2 separate regions of the Mus musculus genome follow, and region 1 is linked to region 2. The links are chromatin contacts, called in public Hi-C maps. All regions are on one chromosome and are shown on one strand. Each heading gives the region's core, a stretch centred on a gene start, on an enhancer-like site or on the middle of the called end of the contact. The rest is flanking DNA. Distances are from core to core; before and after follow the strand shown. Region 1 overlaps Pcgf6 (polycomb group ring finger 6). Region 2 overlaps Nt5c2 (5'-nucleotidase, cytosolic II).

The links. Hi-C and Micro-C count contacts between places; a contact is called where the count stands out from the background.
Region 1: a Hi-C map of bone marrow-derived macrophages shows a contact between it and region 2, with 17 read pairs. The contact joins two enhancer-like sites. A contact is called at or near these places in 1 of 39 promoter capture datasets (cranial neural crest), 14 of 484 Hi-C or Micro-C datasets (the AML12 cell line, the BV-2 cell line, bone marrow-derived macrophages and 6 more), 12 of 115 datasets of contacts at active chromatin or transcription factors (the 230-238 cell line, bone marrow-derived macrophages, cardiomyocytes and 9 more) and 4 of 9 other capture datasets (adipose tissue, embryonic stem cells, liver and 1 more).

Annotation. Positions count from the first base shown.
Region 1 is chr19:47,033,569-47,036,952 of GRCm38.p6, forward strand. Pcgf6 (polycomb group ring finger 6) reads right to left here. Exons shown (of 10, transcript NM_027654.3): 10 at 49-1,117. The coding sequence ends at 1,061. Among named protein-coding and RNA genes, the nearest start is that of Pcgf6, 16 kb to the right of the region's middle. Within about 2 kb of position 1,748, at least 13 of the 459 cell types and tissues checked have an H3K27ac peak or open chromatin away from gene starts, as enhancers often do. A contact at or near this core is called in bone marrow-derived macrophages, where this site is marked.
Region 2 is chr19:46,897,767-46,901,115 of GRCm38.p6, forward strand. Nt5c2 (5'-nucleotidase, cytosolic II) reads right to left here. Exons shown (of 18, transcript NM_029810.5): 6 at 1,037-1,128; 7 at 856-913. Among named protein-coding and RNA genes, the nearest start is that of Nt5c2, 63 kb to the right of the region's middle. Within about 2 kb of position 1,690, at least 108 of the 459 cell types and tissues checked have an H3K27ac peak or open chromatin away from gene starts, as enhancers often do. A contact at or near this core is called in bone marrow-derived macrophages, where this site is marked.

The sequences.
Region 1 (3,384 bases), core at 498-2,997, 140 kb after region 2:
CACATACGCACAATAAGAAACCAAAGAATATGTCAACACACCTCAAAATTGGCTAAAATAAATTTTTATTAAATGTCAGAAGAGATTTATGTACAGTTCATAAATTCTTTACAAAAACAATCGCCAATTTAAGTCTAATTTTTTAAATTTCTGTACAGATTTGGAAATTTTGCTATGAAGTCTATAAAATATGTATTTTAGAAAGCATCAGGATGCTAATTTTAGGCAAAGTAATGTTTACAATGAAGTCTCTGTGAAAGCAAGGTTCTCAAAGACTCTCATTCTTTATCCAAATGGCAAGAAAACAGAAACATTAACATGGAACCAGATCATTTAAGTGACTGAGGAACAATAAGGGTTCTGTAAACTTCTGGTCATTCACCTGAAATTTGTTGCTACTGTTAGAAGCAGTGCCATCATTCACAGCCACACTGAGGGAATTTTGTGACACCTGACCCAGTGTCCCATCAGAAAGAAGCACCTCATATTTGTTTAAGGGATGTTAGTTAAGAAGAGCCATTTCTAACAGGAGACAGTCTCAGCCTCAGAGCTGAGGAACAGGGCTTTAGTGGTATCAGTGGAATTTTGTTTGAAGTTCAGAATAGGACAGGAACTTGTAAGTGGCCAGTAGTTTCGGTGCGGAGCGCACCCGAGGTTTAACAGACTGGCTCTGAACTCAAAGCAAAGCTGTTCTGAAGGAAACCACCCAGCCCATGCAGCTGGAGGGCAGAGTCCCAGCTCTGGGAAACTGACCCACCCACCTCAAAGATGGGAAGCAACCAGCAACTTCCTCATATTTGGAATCACAAGGAATTTTAAAATTCAGTGTTTTCAGTTTTTTCCCCTGAGTTATGAGTGCTGTTTCCATAGTCTTTAGTGTAGCAAATACATTCTATTGTTTCAAGTTGTACACACACAATGCTAGGGTTCTGGTGACAACAGAAGCCAGCTCTTAACAGCGGAAAGTAGTCGTAGTTACGTGCTTTGTGAGAATCTTTGGTGCAATGCAGATATGCAGATGCCTCCGACTGGGTTTCTCTCCTCATATACCTTTGCATCTTCAAGTTATTTTCAAAGGAGAAACCACAAGACCATAATGAAGAACAAGCAGACCGTCCTGAAGAGGGGAGAAGGATATTTTATAGTTCTTTGAAAATTAGTTATGTATAATATATAATCAAACCAAAACTGGCTTAATTTTCATAATCTAACAATAATGAGAAATTCTTTAATGTAAAAATTAGAAGATACATATAACTTCTTTTTATTGACATCACCAAAAACTCCTTATTGATGCATTTTCCCCCTTTCCCTTCTTTTTGTCCTGACAGCAGCACTGCTGCCTCCTCCCCACTCTCTTTCATTAAGACAGAATCTTCCTGTAAGGCCCAGGCTGGCCTTGTACCCACACAGCTGTGAGATCACAGCCCTGCAGCGCCATGCCTCCCATCTCCATTTTTCTTAAAACTTGGAAGAGAAGGTGTAAACCACCCCCGGCCCGAGCTGGAGAGCTGCAGGAAATTATGAGCTGCCTAGCATGGGTGCTATAACACAAACTCTCTACAAGGGCAGTACATGCTTCTAAGCGCTGAGTCATCTCTGCAGATTCTTAGTTCCTTTTAAGTGGTCAAGAACTTCTGAACTGAAACAATTCTTTTGCCCCAGCCTCTCCTGAACAGCTCAATCACAGGTGACCCACCTCAAACAGGTCAGTGTGTTGACTCTCAAATAAGCATAGGTAACTAGGGGCATGCATTTATAACCAAAAGCAACTGAGAAAAGACTTTTCTTTGTCCACAGACTATTTAACAAACTGACTGAAAACTAAGTCTACCTAAAAAAAGACTCAGTTTCTATAGGTCATAACAGATCTGTTCAAGAAAAAAAATGCTGGGATGGGAGTGGTGGCACACCCTTTGATCCAGCGCTTGGGAACTTGCTAAAGCAGACAGACAGATCTCTGTGAGTTTGAGGCCAACCTGGTCTACACAGAGTTTTCTAGGATAGTCAGAGCTACATAGTAAGACTATCTCAAAACATCAAACAGAAAATGGGCACACAACTTTTATTTCAGCACTTGGGAGGCAGAGGCATACAGATCACTGTGAGTTCAAGACCAGCCTGGTCTACAGAGCAAGTACCAGGATAGCCAGGGATATACAGAGAAACCCTGCATTGAAGAGGGGGGAGAGGGAGAAGGGAGAGAGACAGAGAAAATAGGAAATGTTTATTCCACATATGCAGCTTACTATTGCAATAAAACTTTGCAACTTTCACCTATTTGATGAAAATACATTTTATATTATTTTGCTTCCTCCTTGCAGACTGCTAGCAAACCTTACACACATGTGAGACAGACAGTAAGAAATGACAAAGATTGAAGGTAAGCCAAAAAGCAGATGCCTAGCTGCAGGAAATTAAACATCTAAGATAGAGGGCAAATGGCAGACCATGCTGGTCCATGAACCATCATCACGTCTGCTCTAATCAGCATGGAAAAGTGAATGTCTATATAACACAGATACAAAGATTCCATTATCACAGTTATACGCATACAAATCACATTTTTGTATTTCCCTGCCATAGTTCAGAAATGAAATGTAGACTATATTAATATTCATATACAAAACTCAATGTGAGTAGCCGGGCATGGTGGTGCATGCCTTCAATCCCAGCACTTGGGAGGCAGAGGCAGGCGGATTTCTGAGTTCGAGGCCAGCCTAGTCTACAGAGTGAGTTCCAGGACAGCCAGGGCTACACAGAGAAACCCTGTCTCGAAAAACCAAAATGAAAAAGAAAAAGAAAAAGAAAAAGAAAAAAAACAAAAAACAAAAAACAAAAAAAACCTCAAAGTGTGGCTTATAAGCTTTTTCAAGATCTCGAAATTACTCCAGTGCACACATAAGAACATAGTTTAGAAAACAACTCCTTGTAATGTAGATGTAATTTAGATGACTATATTTGTATATTCTATAAATAGATGTGTAAGTATCACTTAAATTTGTTTCCTATTCATATCTCTATTATAGGCCTATATGATGGTTAGCCAGGGTTTGTCCTTCACAGGTTCAAATGCTCAAAGCTTAATTCCTAGTATAGAGAACTAAAGATATGGGGCATAGTGGAAGGTAATTAGATGAAGGATCTCTACTCCATAAATGAATCAATTCTTCTCAAGGGAACAGGTCTTTTGAGACTGTATTAAATCTGAGACTCTGAGTGTGGGTTGGCGCCTTTTTTTTTTTTTTTTTTTTTTTTTTTTTTTTTTTTTGAGACAGTGTCTCAAATAGCTCAGTACTCTTGGACTAGCTTTACCGTCAAGGATGGCCTTCTACTCTGGATCCTCCTGCCTTCACCTCCTGTGTGATGGATGGTATGTGTGAT
Region 2 (3,349 bases), core at 440-2,939:
ATCGCTCCCTAATCAAAATGCATTTGAGCATTAAAATGGCCAGAATATTGATATATGGAATATAATAACTGTGTGCAAACACAATGAGACAGGATAATTTACAGGATGGAATTAAAAGGCCAAGGTCCCATAATACCAAGTTCCTCACTTTAGAAGCAGGCCTCACTGCGCAGACATTTAGAAGCTAGGCTCTCCCTCCCTGACCTTCCTGCATTGTCCCTAGGTACAAAGGCACCGTTCAGTTCTATCTGGATTCCACTTTCCACCAAACTGCCCTCAAGTGGGTAAGGCCTCAGATATGAAGTTAGCAGACTCTAACACAGAGGCTGTTACACATCAAGCAATGGCCACACAGCTCCCCAGAAGGAAAGGCTAACCTGTGAAGACTTAGGCAAATTTTTGCTTTACAGAAAATAAACACTATTTTATTCCTTGGTGAGCTCTTGCTGGGCCTGGGAATGAAGCTACATGAGCATCCCGGGATGGCTCCTGGGCAGCTGCTGTGAAATGAGTCGGGGGTTTCAGTGCAACTCTGCTTGGACAGATAAGCATCACACAAACCTCCCACTCAGTTGTCACAATTAGCACCTCTGCTGGCCGTCTTCAATCCCAGTCACAAGTGGTCCCTTCCAAACATGGCTGCAGCACACTGGCAAGGAGAGGGGCCGTGTGGGAGGTGAGAGCCTGCATGGAGCTGCTGGCGCTGTCCATCTCTCAGGCTGGCAATGTGGCATCTCTCACTAGCACTAAATTCACTTTAGAAAAGCAGAAAAGACCTACAATGGCCAGTTCTCTAAAACCCTGTACATTAATTTAAAAATCAACTGGATGAAGAAAATTGTAATATAAACATACCTGGTGTATCTGGGACAATTAGTAAAAAAATCTACGAGGCAGGCCAACAGGTAGGTCTCTGAAAATGAAGAAAAGGTATGAATAAGCTGTAAGTACCATAATCAAGCTGATTTACTCAGCTTCCTGGAAGACATGGCCCTGGAACAAAGGGGCAGTGTGCAGAGTAAGCAGAGGTGTCTACCTGGGAGATTGAATAGTGTGTTCAGAATGTAAAACCGTTCAGTGTCATCTCGTTGGATAAATTTATTTGGATACTGCTCTCTAGTTTCTGGTCTGTAAGAAAATGTAAAAAAAAATTAATTGATATACAAAAAGTTAACAACTGTAGGAAATCATCACTATTCAATGCTTTATTAAAATATGTTGATGGCTATGTGAAAGACAAGAGTTCATATATTAAATGTGAGCAGCTGTGAACAGGCTCAGGGTGAGCCCTTCAACAGCTCTCTTCATAGACAGCACCCAGGGCTCTCCCTGTGCTAGGGAGGTAACTTAAGAACACACAACCCAACCTCTACAAGAAGGCCGTGGGGAACTCTTAAGACTGAAGGGGAACTACTGAGCTTCAAATGTTTAAGGAGACTAATGCATGAACAGGTGCTCACCCTGGAATCCCAGCGCTGGCAGCCAGGCCAGCCAGGGTGACACAGGGAAGCCTTGTCTCAAAACAAATAAATAAAATTTTAAGATAAAATAAGTCTAAAAGCAGAAGGAAGTGACTGCAAAGAGAGGCAAGGACAACCCAGAAAGGATTCCTGTCGGTGCTGGTGTGCTGGCTCTGCTGCAACACCTAAGTGGACACTTCCTCTCCTGGATGAAGTGTGGAACAAAGAGCAAGCCTTCCTTACCGTCTGAGCTGTGCTTTTCTCTGTTCCTCTTTACTGAAAGCGGGCCAACTTCTGACCTGACCTACTTAATTTGCAAGGCCAGCCCCTATCAGTAAAGTGCTTGCCATGCAGACACGAGGAGGAACTTTTGTTTAGAATCCCAATGCCCATGTAAGTGCCAAGCACTGCAGTGTGTGCCTGTAACCCTAGCCATGGGGAAGGAAGAAAGAAGGGTCGAGTGGAACTCTGCTCACCATTCAAGCAAAAGCAAGGACAGTATCTCAAATAAGCTGGAGAGTGACTGAGAACACACCTGCACATACATCCCCACAAAGACAAAGAAAACAAATATAAAGCTTATACACAGTGTAAGCTGGGTAAATTCCTACTTAAGTTACTTAACTTCAAATGGTATGGACTCTAGTCACGACCATAAAATCATAGTAGTTTCTTGGTTAGTAACCCCTTTCATCACCCTTATGAAACAAAGTTTCTAATCAATTCAAGACTAAGTAGAAAGCCATCTCTCTGGCTTTCTGGCAGAAGGGGGCAACACTAGCATGCCCTCCCTCCAGCCAGTGAGTGAAGGCTGGCTTAGACAATCACGGGTGCAGCTGCTGTGGCAATCACAACTCAGACTGACTGATAACTAGGTTAGTCATCGCATTCCCGGTCAGGGGAAGACAATGCATCATACATATCAGAAGAAAACAGTCTACTTGGAATTGGAAGGAACACTGGCATGTTTTGTGACCTGCAGCCCCAGGCTAACAAGGTGTGACAAAGGTAGATGGACGTTGACCTCCTTTTTAGCTCATTGCCACTGCACCTTAAAAACTGAAATGTCCCACCATGTTCATTCTCTCCCTAATATCTTTTCCTTTTGCACTAAGCGTAAATGAATCTACGTTTACCCACAAATGACTTATTTTTGAAATACTACCAAAAGTATTTCCAAAGAAGGTACACTGAAACTTTATGTATAGCAGGTTGATGTGGACTTAGTATTAGGTCTATCTTATACCATATAATTTACAAAATGATAATAGCTGTGTTCAATTTATATTTTGAGAGTCTTTTTTTTTTTATAATTAAACAGAAAGGGTGAAATGTTGCAGGATATTAGGGCAGTGGCAGGCTTGTGATTGGACAGGAAAAGGGAGGAGGAGCTAAGAGTTGTGGAGACAGAGAGGGAGGAGGGAGAAGAACCAGAATGGTGTTATCGAAAGGTTATAATAATTGAGTTAAAGTTTTATCAGTATCAATTAGCCCTGAAACTATTGTATTGGCATTTTTGTAAATTGTGATCTTTTTGTTATATAAATCTAACTGTATAATTAAGCTTTAAGAGTCATGTTTCTACTGGGGTAACTAGGTGTTGAGATGGCTGATGGTGGGGTGTGTGGGGCACTGTGTGGAAGCAAGATGAACTTGGGAGAGAATAGCTCAGTGGTGAGAACACGGCCGAGCAAGCGAGACCCCACCCAGACATAGTGTTGTGGCCTGCCAGTATCGGTACTACAGCAGGAACACAGGCCGGTGGGGCAGGAGAGATGGAGGGTTGACTTTTTAAATATTTCCTGCAACAGGTTGATAAGACCTTTTTTGTTGTTGTTTGATAAAGTCTCATGTAGTCTAGACTGGCCTATGTAGCCAGCGATGACATG